2 separate regions of the Triticum aestivum genome follow, and region 1 is linked to region 2. The links are chromatin contacts, called in public Hi-C maps. All regions are on one chromosome and are shown on one strand. The core of a region is the stretch at or near the end of the contact, and the rest is flanking DNA. Distances in the headings are between cores, read along the strand shown. Region 1 holds the start of LOC123097907 (receptor-like cytoplasmic kinase 176). Region 2 holds the start of LOC123097906 (E3 ubiquitin-protein ligase XB3).

Evidence for each region. Hi-C and Micro-C count contacts between places; a contact is called where the count stands out from the background.
Region 1: a Hi-C map of leaf shows a contact between it and region 2, with 3 times the contacts expected there. The contact joins the promoter of LOC123097907 here to the promoter of LOC123097906 in region 2. A contact is called at or near these places in 2 of 5 Hi-C or Micro-C datasets (both in leaf) and 1 of 1 datasets of contacts at active chromatin or transcription factors (leaf).

Annotation. Positions count from the first base shown.
Region 1 is chr4D:359,141,207-359,148,071 of IWGSC CS RefSeq v2.1, forward strand. LOC123097907 (receptor-like cytoplasmic kinase 176) reads left to right here and starts at 3,951. Exons shown (of 6, transcript XM_044519755.1): 1 at 3,951-4,251; 2 at 4,694-5,019; 3 at 5,112-5,247; 4 at 5,350-5,492; 5 at 5,594-5,717. The coding sequence starts at 4,182.
Region 2 is chr4D:358,738,131-358,744,818 of IWGSC CS RefSeq v2.1, forward strand. LOC123097906 (E3 ubiquitin-protein ligase XB3) reads left to right here and starts at 5,175. Exons shown (of 8, transcript XM_044519754.1): 1 at 5,175-5,483; 2 at 5,605-5,664; 3 at 5,746-5,817; 4 at 5,905-6,026; 5 at 6,131-6,271; 6 at 6,385-6,492; 7 at 6,616-6,688. The coding sequence starts at 5,301. It overlaps LOC123097905 (a long non-coding RNA gene), which reads left to right. Exons shown (of 6, transcript XR_006447577.1): 6 at 1,015-1,455.

The DNA.
Region 1 (6,865 bases), core at 2,701-5,200, 400 kb after region 2:
ATAATGAACCAATACATCTATTGGTTGCCAATATGAGTCCACACGTGCTCAATCAAGTCACTTTGAAGATCCAAATGAGTGTGCCAATCACGCATTTCACGATGAAATTGGGCAAACTGCTCAAACGTGGCCGGTTCTTGGTGCAAGGGCTCAACATTTTCACCTTGAAAATCAAATCCTTGGTCGAAGATCTTGTCATCACGCTCGTCCTCGACGATCATGTTGTGCATGATCACACAAGCAGTCATCACCTCCCAAAGCTTCCCTTCATCCCATGTCAGTGCAGGGTTTTGAACGATATCCCATCGGGATTGAAGCACACCAAAAGCATGTTCCACATCCTTTCTAGCACTCTCTTGCATTTGGGAAAATCTCTTTCTCTTCTCACCTTGGGGGTTCGAGATTGTCTTCACAAAAGTTGACCACTGAGGATATATACCATCAGCTAGGTAGTATCCGTTGTTGTACTGGTGGTCGTTGATCTCAAAGTTGACAGGTGGGGAGTGGCCTTCTGCAAGCCTTGCGAAGACTGGAGAACGCTGCAGCACGTTGATATCATTATGAGAACCTACCATGCCGAAGAAAGAATGTCATATCCAAAGATCCTGCGAAGCCACCACTTCTAATATGACAGTGCATGCTTTAACATGCCCCTTGTACTGGCCCTGCCAAGTAAATGGACAGTTCTTCCACTCCCAGTGCATACAATCTATGCTGCCAAGCATGCCTGGAAAGCCTCTAGCTGTGTTGGTCGCCAACAATCTCTCTGTATCAGCGGCATTTGGCTGCCTCAAGTACTCAGGGCCAAACACTGCCACCACGGCCTTGCAGAACTTGTACAGTGACAGCAGACATGTGGACTCACTCATACGCACATACTCATCCATCAGATCGCCTGGAATTCCATATGCAAGCATGCAGATGGCCGCGGTGCATTTCTGGTAAGAGGAGAATCCAAGCTTGCCAAGGGCATCCGTCTTGCACTCGAAGCATGGGTCATGAGCAACCACTCCCTCTCGGATACGATTGAACACATGCCTTGCCATACGAAAACGGCGACGGAATTTATCTGGCTTGAAGAGCAGGGTGTTCGCAAAGTAATCGGCATAGAGCAGGGCGTTGCCTCTCTCCCTGTTGCGGTTCAGGTTGGGAGCACGGCCAGGGAGTGACCCCCTGTACCGAGGAAGCTGCCGTTCAATGTGGTCGTGAACGACTAGTGCAGCCACCACAAGATCTTCATCACCTGAGGATGATTCGTCCGATGAATAAATGAAGTGGTGGAAGAAAAATTCATCTCCACTGGCCATACCTTTGTGGGCAAAGTGTCAAACACCTTGCGGTCGTGGTGGAAAAGAGGCCGCGATGATCACCACGATGCAGCAGGGGTGGTTGGCGGCCGGCTACTGGCCGCTCTCGAGCACTGGAGGGAAGCTGTCGTGGCTGCCGTGGTCCATAAACATCGTCGGCGGTAGTATCCCCTCTGGCACCAGCTACGACGGCGACGGCCAAAACTCCTACAGAAGCGCGGGCGTGGTGGCGGCCATGTCGAGACGTGGTTTGGTATGGACGGCCGGGGGGTTAGCAGTGAGGAGGCGACCGGAGAATAGTGGCGGCGCCGGCGGCGGGGTGGGCGGGGGAGAGCGGGTGAAGGCGTTGGAAGCGAATGGACTGCTAGTGTCCCCGACAGGTGGGCCACGGGGGGACAAGGGCGTGTGTCGAGCCCGTCCGTGCGATGTCCGTTTCACCCCAAACTCGGCTCAAGTTTGGTCCAGGAATGGGTCGAAAACGGACGAAATCCGGACATTTGTTCGTTTGGGGCCGCGCGTTAGACCGCACTATTCGTCCGTTTTATCCCAAACGGACGCACCCGGACAGAACGGGGTCGCGCGCGGCCTTACACATGACGTGTCCGTCCTCGTTCCTGAAAGCAACAGTAGGATCCTAGGCCCAGCTTGACCCGGCCCGTTGCCCGGAACAGAGACGAGAGCCAGATGCATGCGCACGCACGCCGTGACGGCAACAAGACAGACTCACCGGACACCGTGGCCGTCGTGACGATGCCAACCTGCCGGCCGGAGGCAGCAACGCAGCGGCCCGCACGCTCCCTCTACCCGTCTGGTGGTCGTCGTTACCCGTGCGATACGCACGCCAAGGTGGGACACAGTTAAGTCGCGCTCGGTCGATGCCCGTTGGCCGATCTGATGCTACAGCGTGTCGATAGCCGATCTGTTGCCGTGGCAAGTGGCGATGAATTTCTGGCTCGACGAGTCTTGCTCCTGCCAAGTTAGGCCGTTATTGAAATCTCTCGCTTTCGGGCTGCACTATATTTGACTACGGGAGTTACTGCACTAGATTTTCTTCGCTGTCTGAATCTTGTGTTGGAACATTTTGCTCAGTCAGAAAGCCTTTGGAGAAATAATTTCTTTTATTGCAAGAAAACTTTCAATCTATTCATCTTCAAATATGACAGTACAACGACAACAGAAACGATAAAAACTACATCTAGATCCATGGACCACCTAGCGACGACTACAAGCACTCAAGCGAGCCGAAAGTGCGCCGTCGTCATCGCCCCTCCCTCGCTAGAGCTAGACAAAACTTATTATAGTAGACAGTAAAAAAGTCGTCGTGATAAGGCATCATAGGACTAGCGCAACAGAACAGCAACCACCACCATCGGAAGAAAACTTTTCATGACTCCAGCAACACAAGATGTGTGTGTGTGTGTGTGTTTCTTATAGCACCCCTTTGGGGCAGGAACATTCAACGTTTTTTCGTGTTTGTCATAGCCAAGCAAACCATGTCCGTCTTCAAATGAGGAGCCACATGCCTGTATCTCCGAGCTGGAATCAAGAAAGAAATGTCCGGTAACATAGTCGCGTGCGTAGCTCAAGCTAGCAGCTGACACATACACAACGTACAGAGTACGTTGTGAAAAAGCACAGAGTACAGAAATAGACACGTTCCATTCGCCATAAAATAGCCAGCAAAGCTCAAGGGAGTCAATCCTGTGGGCTGTAGTGCGAGCTAGGCTGTTGGACCAGCAATGGGCGACTCCTTTCTCCAGCGCCGCTGAAAGGGACGCGCTGAATTCCCAACCAATTCTTCTGTTTCCAGGTCTGCTACTATTAAACTAACAGTAGACGGTGCTTATAGCCCAGAAATTCCCACTTAGGCGCTGATCGAGCTGCACTCCAGTTCGCAGTTGCGTATGATTCAGTGCATCCCCACGTGCTTTTCGTTATGACGACTAGTAGCTAGCAGTACTCAGATGAGCCCAACGAAAATTACTAAAGTCTTATTCTTCGTACGTTTGGCTTTTAAAAAAAATACAGGCAAAAGATTTGCCTCATCAGGAAAAGAAGAGTTTGTAGGTACATTCGGCTTTGAATACTAAGCTTAGAACGTACGAAGACATGGGGTATAAACGTACTCAGAGCCGCTGCAAATTTATGGGATCGACAGGAGAAGAACCGCTGCCAACCCACGGTCCCGTTGATGTTGACATGCAGTTATGCACCTTGGCCTGTTGCACAGCGGAAGGCAGGTCGGCCATGCAATCTCTATCGCGTGCTTTAGTTTACATTACAAAACACGAAAGGAAAAAAAAACGTAGTACTCCATCTGCTTGGACTGATAGTCACGTCCCGTTGAAACGTTAAACGGAAAACGTCAACATAATCCCCAAAGGAGGCCAGCGATAAAGATACGGTATCTATCAGGCATGATGTGCATGTACAGGTTCAAAAATGCTGTGCTGAATAGGCCACGCCGGGGCAATCACTATGAGTAGTGGACTACAAGGTCGAACGAACTTAAGTATCATTCTCCTTCTTCGTGACATGGAAGTTTACTCCAGTCTAAATTTTCCAAGAAACCAAATGAATCACATGGACGCAGGCGGAGCGGAGAGGAGGAGAAAAGCCTTGTCGTTCATTAATGAGGCGGCTGGCCTGGCCCCACGCCACGGCTGCTCCCACCACCCTCGCCCGGAGGCAGCAATGATAGATCCTCCAACCTAGCAGGCAGGCAGCGAAGAAGGGAAAGAATGACACCGCTACCCAAAGCAGCCAGCCAAGCCATAGACAACCCCAGTCCTAGCCACTAGCTACAACGAACAAGCTCAGACCCAGCCAGCCTTGTGGCTCCGGTTGGACTGGCCGGTACCGTTGCCGCTCCTGATGGGGAACTGCGCCGGCGTGCAGGGGAACGCCGAGATCAACCCGACCTTCAGTGCTCCCAACACCTCAGGTACTCTACCACTCTACTGCGCTTCGCTTCGCCTCGCTTCTTGGTTGGTTGCATCAGCTTTCCAGGCCCCGTTCAACGTCTGAGCTAGATAACTTCGTGTGCTCTGCTCCTCAACTTCATGTGGCGATTTGGCCCTGTCAATTAGTCGGAGTAGGAATGAGCGAGTTTCTTGATTTTTCTTCTGCTGCACTGTTTGGAACAAGAGTCCAACTTGGGCTGGTTGATTTTGCACGATTTAGTTTTCCGCTTTGGGCTTCATGGATGGCCAAGGCCACTAGTGAGCAAAATTGCACGATTTTACTAAGCGTGAGGCGCGTATGGTTTTGCCCAAACAAAACAAGTAGGGCGAATTTTGCTCCCAAAATGGCAGTGGGATTGATATCTTCAAGTTAGCGTGAGTTTTACCAGCGAAGGAACCGCATCCGCTTGCTTTGCAATCCAGGTAACAATTCCAAGAGCAGCAACAGCAGCAATGCGACTGATACCAGCACTTTTGGCAAGAGTTCTTCGTCGTCGGTGCCACCGACTCCTCGGACCGAGAAGGAGATCTTGCAGTCGTCCAACCTCCGCAAGTTCACCTTCAGTGAGCTGAGAAGCTCCACAAGAAACTTCCGGACTGACAGCCTGCTCGGGGAGGGGGGCTTCGGCTCCGTGTTCAAGGGGTGGATCGACGAGCGCACGTTTACGCCGGTCAAGCCCGGCACCGGGATGATCGTCGCGGTGAAGAAGCTCAAGCTGGACAGTTTCCAGGGGCACAAGGAATGGCTGGTTGGTGACTGACCTTGTTGCACTTCCTCTTGTGCCTGTTTGAGCTGAAGGTTTAGTGGTTTTAATTTGTTTCTGCAAAAAATACCTTGCAGGCTGAGGTCAATTACCTGGGGCAGTTGTCACACCCCAATCTTGTGAAGCTCATCGGGTATTGCTTGGAGGACGAGCAGCGGCTTCTTGTCTACGAATTCATGCCGAAGGGTAGCTTGGAGCACCATCTTTTCAGGAGTGAGTTTCTCAAATGTTATCTTGTGTGATATGCTCATTGTGCACGATACGTTCCATTCGTGCTGTTGGAAATGGGTGAGTGACAGTGCAATCGTACTGCAGGAGCTCCACATTTCCAGCCCCTTTCATGGAATTTACGGATGAAGGTTGCTCTTGAGGCCGCCAGGGGACTTGCTTTCCTGCATAGTGATGAGGCTAAAGTTATATACCGTGATTTCAAGACCTCTAATGTTCTTCTTGACTCGGTGGGCATGCAAATTCAGTCTCTTATCTATGCACTAAGTGGAAGTACAATGAGCTCTGGTCTAAAGATTTGCTTTTGTTGTCCTTCTTTGACTCCATACAGGAATATAATGCAAAACTCTCTGATTTTGGCTTGGCAAAAGATGGCCCGAGTGGCGATAAAAGTCATGTTTCTACTAGGGTCATGGGGACTCAAGGATATGCTGCCCCTGAATATCTCGCAACAGGTAATCTTTCTAACATGCCTTACCAGCTATCTGTTACGACCATATTGTTCCTCTACTATTTTCATGCATCTTAGAGTCATGGATGAAAGGGGGCATTCATTGACACTGCTTGAAAAGGGCAAATGAAGTTCTATTCTTTTCTGGAATTATCTTCTTAAGATGGCTGTGGTTCAATGTTCAAGACATCATTGCTGGCAAGTCGCAGTTTCCGTAGTTTCTATTTGATGCAATGCACTGCTAACAGGATTGAACGAAAATAATCTTCGTAGCAAAGACATTGATGCTTCATGGCGTGCATGCCATAATCCTTTTTAGAGACATAAGCAACTAACACTAGCGTATCTGTCGGATTCACTTGGTTTTATATGGCATGGTTCTTCCTTGTGCTTAGATGCGCCTTTTATTTAAAGGGGTGTGATTCTCTTATAGCAGTGAGGGTGTATAAAATAATCATTTAGCAGCAAAGTGGCTCACCAGGCAAGAGCCACGAAGCAAAGCATGTCTGAACAGTCCATTTTAGATTGACGATTGGTGTTTCATTCATGTGATGCCTATGATTACCAATTTTAAAAAATCTCAAAAGATTGTCGGGGATGATGTATGACACCCTGTAAAAGGCAAAAACACTGAGGCAAGCCATCATGCTAGTTGAAAACTTGAATTGGTACTTTATGCTTTCCACGCCTAAAAAACAGATTATTGTGGAAAAAGGATGACTTGATGTGGAAAAAGGATGACTAGATACTCAGCTGGTCTCATGCACAAACTGCCTAAAAATCAGATTATTGTGGTTAGTTAAACACTTAACACTACGTCTTGGTTCCACATTCAAGTTAGCACACAAATTCCTCTGATCACTATAAATTGCCCCATCTTGTTCTCTAATCCTGATATGCACATACTGTAATGGTAAAAAGTCAATGACGATTTGTATGACTGATTGTGGCTAGTTAATAGTTCCCAATGATGATTTGCATAGTTACATCTTCGATGCACTCATGTAAGCACACAAATTCTTCTGGTCGCTATAATTAAATTGCCTCATCATGTTCTTTACTCTAAATTTGTGCACGTGTTGTAATGGTGAAAGTCAATGATGGTTTGCATGCATCTGACTGGTACAAACTTACATGATTTTCCTCCATATT
Region 2 (6,688 bases), core at 3,925-6,424:
GAATAATAAACATTTATCATGATACAAGGAAATAAATAATACTTTATTATTGCCTCTAGGGCATATTTCCTTCAATTCGAACTCTTAGTATTTACCTTAACCTCTTCCACATGGAAGATAGGAAAACTACATACGAAAGGATGAGTTCGATAGCGTATCAGGTTCAGGCATTTGCACTATTTTCTTGATTACCTCACTATGATGATTGTTGTAGACTTTTAGTATATTCCTCACAGGTGAACCCGTATTTTCTTCAAATCTATAGCACACATCTTTTTGCTATAGTCATTTCGCCATGGATGCAACAGTCTAGGAAAACAAGATACCTGTCTGTTTTCATTCATTTGCCTTTTTATGTGAGAAGTGCCTCCATGTGATTAGCGAGGTGTATTTATGCTTACCCCTTTTTAGTGTTTGGTGAAGCCGATGGACTGTGAACATTATGTACCACATATTGTGGCCTTTTGCCTTTTTATTACTTATAATATGTCATGACAATTTATTTTCCTGAGCCATTTAGTCAACTAGCCAGTCAAGGATAGCCAATGGTCTTTTGGCTATTTGTTTGTTCATTTCATTCAACATGCATGTTTCTGGAGTAGTCTTGGCGCAAGACACATAATCAAAGTTGATTTTCTTATAAGCTGATCATCACATAGCTAATTGGTAGTTACACTAGCTGAGCTTGTCCTATGCTCATTGTACTGGATAGATAAAGTGTATGTGATCTTCTTGATGGTGAGAAGTCTTTTTAGAGATTTCAATACAAATTACATACGGATGTATATAGACATATTTTAGAATGTAGATTCACTTATTTTGTTCTGTATGTAGTCCGCATTGAAATCTCTAAAAGGACTTATATTTATGAACGGTGGGAGTTGGATACGATTAAGTATTTAAATTAACCATATGAGCACTATTTCTTTGAGTGCCACAAGGATGTCATCTTTATTCACATGTTATGTGTTATGTGTTATGTCACATCAACTTCTTCCCTTTTGTTTTCTGCAGAACACGACAACTGTTCGTCACCTAAAAGGACAGGATGACACCAAACACCAAAGGAGTTATGATAGCAGCACTTATAGGCATTGAGGAATTGGCAAAGAGATTACGCTTCATAGGTATGAAGTTAGAACAACGGCTGGAAACTATGAAAGGCCGTTTCTAATTCCCTTTGTTGGATCTGTCTTACCTACAATGCATGTGTGACCCCTGGAGAAGCCACTTTTTGTTTCGTCTGCAGTATACTCCATGTTTAGTTCCAATGATGCCCTAACCCTTTTGTTCCTGCTCTGAAGAATAAGACATGTATAGGCTTCAGATTTTTGTAATCATCTATGTGCTAAACATCCCTTTGTGGTCATGTGTTTTATATGTAATCAAGTATCTATCCATGATGATATATATGCCCAGCTAATGTTTGAAAAGATCCATCATCTGTATCACCACTGCTGGATAAACCACTATAAATCCACTAGCAGTACCGGTCATATAAAATAGCTACCGTTACTGATCATTTGTATTACCACTGTTGGATAACCATTATAAATATATCAGCTAATGTTTCTTTCATTTATTTGATTTAACTTTTTATTTTTTGATTTGACATCTTTTTTAGACAAAATAATTTAATTTAGTTGTGCCAATTCAAATTTACACCATGTTGTTGGGCTTAGAAAAAAGGTAAATAATAAATTAAGTTTTGTTGTGTCGACATGGGCACCAGACACGGTTGCTGACGCCTTGACCTTATCAATCCCCTTCTTCCCTCCGTGTACCAAACCTTCTCTCGCTCACCATGTCTCTTCCAGAACATCGTCGTTGTTCCTCAACTTCGATTGCAATATCAACACGTCAGTTCCTCAGGTGGATCCTCACTGAATCAGACCGCTTAACAGGCAAACCTTTACCAACATGGTATTATTTCAATTTTGAGTTAGTGTTGTTCCTTAGAGACATGGTTAAAGATTGAGAAATTTTAGATTTGCTTGCATCTTGGTTTGCCCGTGACTGAAATCAATATTTCTTTGTTGCTAACAACAAAAGATCAGTCGTCTCATGCAGATGCATACTCTGTTGATATGTTACTGCTCATTTCAGAAGTGTTTGATTCATCCTAGCAAATTCAAGTTAACCTGGGTACAACAATAGATAGACATTTATTTATGGACAACAATAGTAGTGAGCAGGCAATGTAAAATGCATTTCTGTTAGTTCGACGAAACTGACGGTACTTTGTTCTTGCTTCTATATCCTGATTTGGCAATTTTATGATCGGTCTCTAAATATTTCAACTTGCATGGTTTGAATTAGTTTCACATGCTAAAGTATATAGTTTGAACATAGGTATTCCTTAATTTTTCATATAAAAGGTTTAGAATTATTACCCTTAGTGCTTGCTAAAACTCGAAGTTACTAACAAATGCAAAGGTTTCTGTTACAAAAGGTTTAGAATCATTACCCTTGATGCTTGAATTCGGACCTTGCACCTTACTTGGGTAACATAGAGCCAAATGGCACATTTTCCAAATACATGTTCAAAACACTTCGGGTTTGATATGGTCTCTATCCTCGATCAAACATAAAGTTACTATAAAAGGCAAATATTTTTCAACATGAACATGGTTTCAAATGGGTCTCTGCGCCATTTGGTGCACCGGGTCATCTAGTGAGATGAAAAGGTACTAGCACAACTAACTGGCAAAATTGTAAAGACTTCATGATTGCATCTGCAACGTGACTAAACAAATCCCGGCCTACTATGCTCGGCTAATGTTCGGAAATGTTCGTTTTAAGCCCCTACTTATTTATGCATGCTGTTATGCTCCTCATTGATCATTTGCATGTGATTGATGAAGATGAAGAGAAAGAGAGAAAAAAAGAGCTAAGAAAGAGAAAATGTGTTTCGGAGTGGGCCGCATCGTATGTGGCGTGTCGGGATTACGATCCTGACAATGAGTACTAGTGGTACGGATAAGGGGCAGAGCCTAGCTACGGCGCAGGTGTAACACTCGGTGTTTAACGAGTTCAGACCCCTCTCGACGGAGGTAACAACCCTACGTCTCGTGCCCTGGGGATTAGTTTTGCTTTGATGAGTATAGTTACAAAGATTGTTCGACCCTAGCTCAGGAGGTGGAATGCGGGTTATATAGAGTGCGCAGCAGTCCCATGTCCTCCACGCCGCCAGGGCACTTAATGACATTGATTGCGTCAGTTACAGGTGTGTAAAGAGCCTCTACTACAGTAGTTACAGGTAACAGCAGTCTTGACTCTGTCTTAAGGGCGATTTAGGATTCCTCGACCGTTGCAACTCCCACGCTGTCCCTTCAGCTCCAAAGTCCGAGTGATGGTTGTCCAGCCGAGTGACGGGTGGTCGTCCGAGTGCCGTCGAGGCGTCCGAGTGGACTCCTTGATATATGCATCCAAATGCTGGTATGGTCCAGAGACCTACCCATGATGGCGGTGAGCCCCATGTGGGTCCTATATGATGGGTCCTTGACCCTACCTGTAATAGGTGACCTCATCATTAGCCCCCGAATTGGTTGAGGTGTCGTAGGACGAGCGGACCGATCCTTTGGTGAAGTCCGAGTGCTGCTGGGGCACTTGGAATACGTTTCCGAGTCGTGGCTCGCAGCTCCTTAGACGAAAACACAATGGATTCTGGTCTACAAGTTCTCCCAGATGACGGGGTGTTGTTGATCGTCGAGAAAAATCCGGTGGCATTCATTTGTCTCTCGGAGGAGATAGACTTGGGAGCCGAGTGAGGGCATGCCATTACAACTCGAGTGGCAATGCTGGTGCGTGGTCTGATTCTCCGGAGAGATGCCACTCCTTATCCCCGGGGAACGCCAACGAAGGCCTTCTATGAGTCAGGTTTACGAGTCATGCACCTTGGAGCCTACTGAAAGGGCCAAGTCAACCCGCGGAGGGGCGTCAAGCTCGCCTCATAGCAATCCTGAACAAGACTTCAGTCGCGTGTTTAACTCGGTCGAGTGCATGTCCTTCAGGAAAGGAATCGTGGGCAATCAATCTGATTGATCTGCTCCGGAAATCTCGGGATTTGAATTTGTGCGTGCGCGCGTGGAAGCGATAACAACATGCATTAGTGGGGAAAGTGGGGGCGCGGTGCCTCGATTTTCGCCTGCTGAATCAGCCACATGCCACGCCTCTTCTGCGAGACACCCCGCTGCGGGCGCCGTTGATCTAGAAATCAACGGCGCAGGATCTGGTCCAAGCTTTTGTCTAAGATATAAAAGATCGAGGCACCGGGGTCAAGGCCCCAGATCCCCTTCTCTTTCCTTCGGCTCCTCCGCTTCCCTTCTCCACTCGAGCACGCAGAGCATCCGTAGCTATGGCGAAAGACTCCACAGCCAAGGCGGAGCAGGCAAAGAAGGCCGGGAAAGCTTCCTCCTCGGGCTCCGGCGCGACGGCTGGAGGCACGTCGGGAGATTGGATCCCCTCGCGCATCTCGGGCAAGCGGCTGGAGGATCTCGCCGCGGAGGGGCTCATCCCGCAAGACGGGTGTCGCCGCCCGAAGGCGGGGGAGGTTGAGCCGGCGCCCCAGGAGGATGAGCGCGTCCTGCTGGTCACCCACATCGAGAGGGGCTTCTCGATGCCTCCTGATCCGTTCTTCCAGGCATTCCTCGACTACTTTGGTGCGCAGCTCCGCCACCTTCTCCCAAATCCTTCCATCTACCTCTCGGCCTTCATCTCTCTCTGCGAAAACTTCCTGAGTTGCCGCCCCCACTGGGGCCTCTTCAAACACATCTTCACTTGCCGGTCGATGACCGTCAAGAAGGATTCGCCGACTGGCGAGAAGACCCACGTCACCCAACTGTGCGGGGGTCTGGTCATCCAGCTACGGGGCGGCAGCGCCTTCCCAAGAAATGGTTTAGGCCTTCTATAAGAAATAAAATGACATGCATATCAAATCCTATAGAGAAAGAGGTATATCATCTGATTCATAAGGTAATTTCTTTTTTGTTCTTACAAATTCCCTATAAATCAAACAAGGCCTTATCTAGGTGACGGTGACAGTGTGTTTGTAAACATTTCTGCTGAAATATCCTAGCATGCGAAAGGAGCAGTTTATCAAAAAAAAAAAAAAATCTTTCACTCTCAATAAGAGAAGCAAAAGTTTTTTTAAACCACAAGAAAGCGCACGCACTATTAAGCTCTACTCCACCGCGCCCACTCCTCAGCCCACGCTCGTACTCACTCTCCTTCCCCCCATTATTCCCCCGCCGGCCACCGCGGCCGGCTCGCCGGGCGTCCGCCGAGAGGCGCGACGGGCGATGGGGCACGGAGCCAGCTGCGGCCGCCCCAGCGAGGAGGTGGACTTCTTCGGCGCGGCACAGTCCGGCGACCTCGCCCGCCTCGCCGCCGCCGTCAGCTCCCGCCCCTCCCTCCTCCGCCGCACCACGCTCTTCGACCGCCTCTCCGCGCTCCACATCGCCGCCGCCCACGGCCACCTCCAAGTACGAAAGCAGAAACCAATCTGGCACCTTGCGTGGTTCCCTTTGCTGCTGTGTGCTCCTCCCCGTCCAACTTCTGGCCACCCTATGTATCTCCGGTGTGCTGATTCGTCTGTTTGCTTAGGTGGTGTCCATGGCATTGGATCTTTGCGTGGAGCCGGACGTCGTGAACCGCCACAAGCAGGTTTGCCACGCTTCCCCTGTTCTCTTCCCTGTCGCCCCCTTTGTGGAAAGCTTGTCCTCACATCGCGGGACTTTGCCGCAGACGGCGCTGATGCTCGCGGCGATGCACGGGAGGACCGAGTGCGTGCGACGGTTGCTCGACGCGGGCGCCAATGTGAGACTCGGACAGAGCTTTGGCGATTGGGGCTGTTCTTGGAGCTTCTCCTGAACCTAATGGCGTTTTCCGTCTGTGGGTGTACAGATCCTGATGTTCGATTCGTCGCACGGGCGGACGTGCCTGCACTACGCGGCGTACTACGGCCACTCAGACTGCCTCCGGGCCATCCTCACGGCGGCCCGGACCGCGCCGGTGTCGCAATCCTGGTTGGCCCTTCTTCTCAGAGCCGCCATTGTTCGCCGCAACGCGCTGCGGCAGCCGCGCGCTAGCCTTTGCTAATGAGTCATCAGCTATGGTTTTGGAGGTGCAGGGGATACGCGCGGTTCGTGAATGTGCGGGATGACACCGGAGCGACGCCGCTGCACCTGGCGGCGAGGCAGGGCTGGCGCCGCTGCGTCCACGTCCTGCTGGAGAACGGCGCCATCGTGTCCGCCTCCAGCGGCGCCTTCGGGTAAAACTTCTCCCCAAGTCAAAGACCGCCCTTCTCACTCTCAGTACCGAAAATCGCACCTTTTGAGGAAGGCAAAAGCTGCGACATTGATGCGAGCGCTCGCGTTCCTGCAGATTCCCCGGGAGCACGCCGCTGCATTTGGCCGCGCGCGGCGGGAGCCTCGACTGCGTCCGCCAGCTGCTCTCCTGGGGCGCCGACCGCCTCCAGCGCGACTCCGTTGGGTGCGTCACAGCATTTTCTTGCAAAAACACCACTGAATTCCAACACCACAACACCAATTCTTCAGCAAATGATCTCAAGCCATTGTGTTGGTTCGTCTAATCTATGTGGATTGGTTTGTACAGGAGAATTCCATATGAGGTGGCGGTGAAGCGAGGGCATGTGGCGTGCGCGGCGCTGCTGAATCCGTCATCCGCA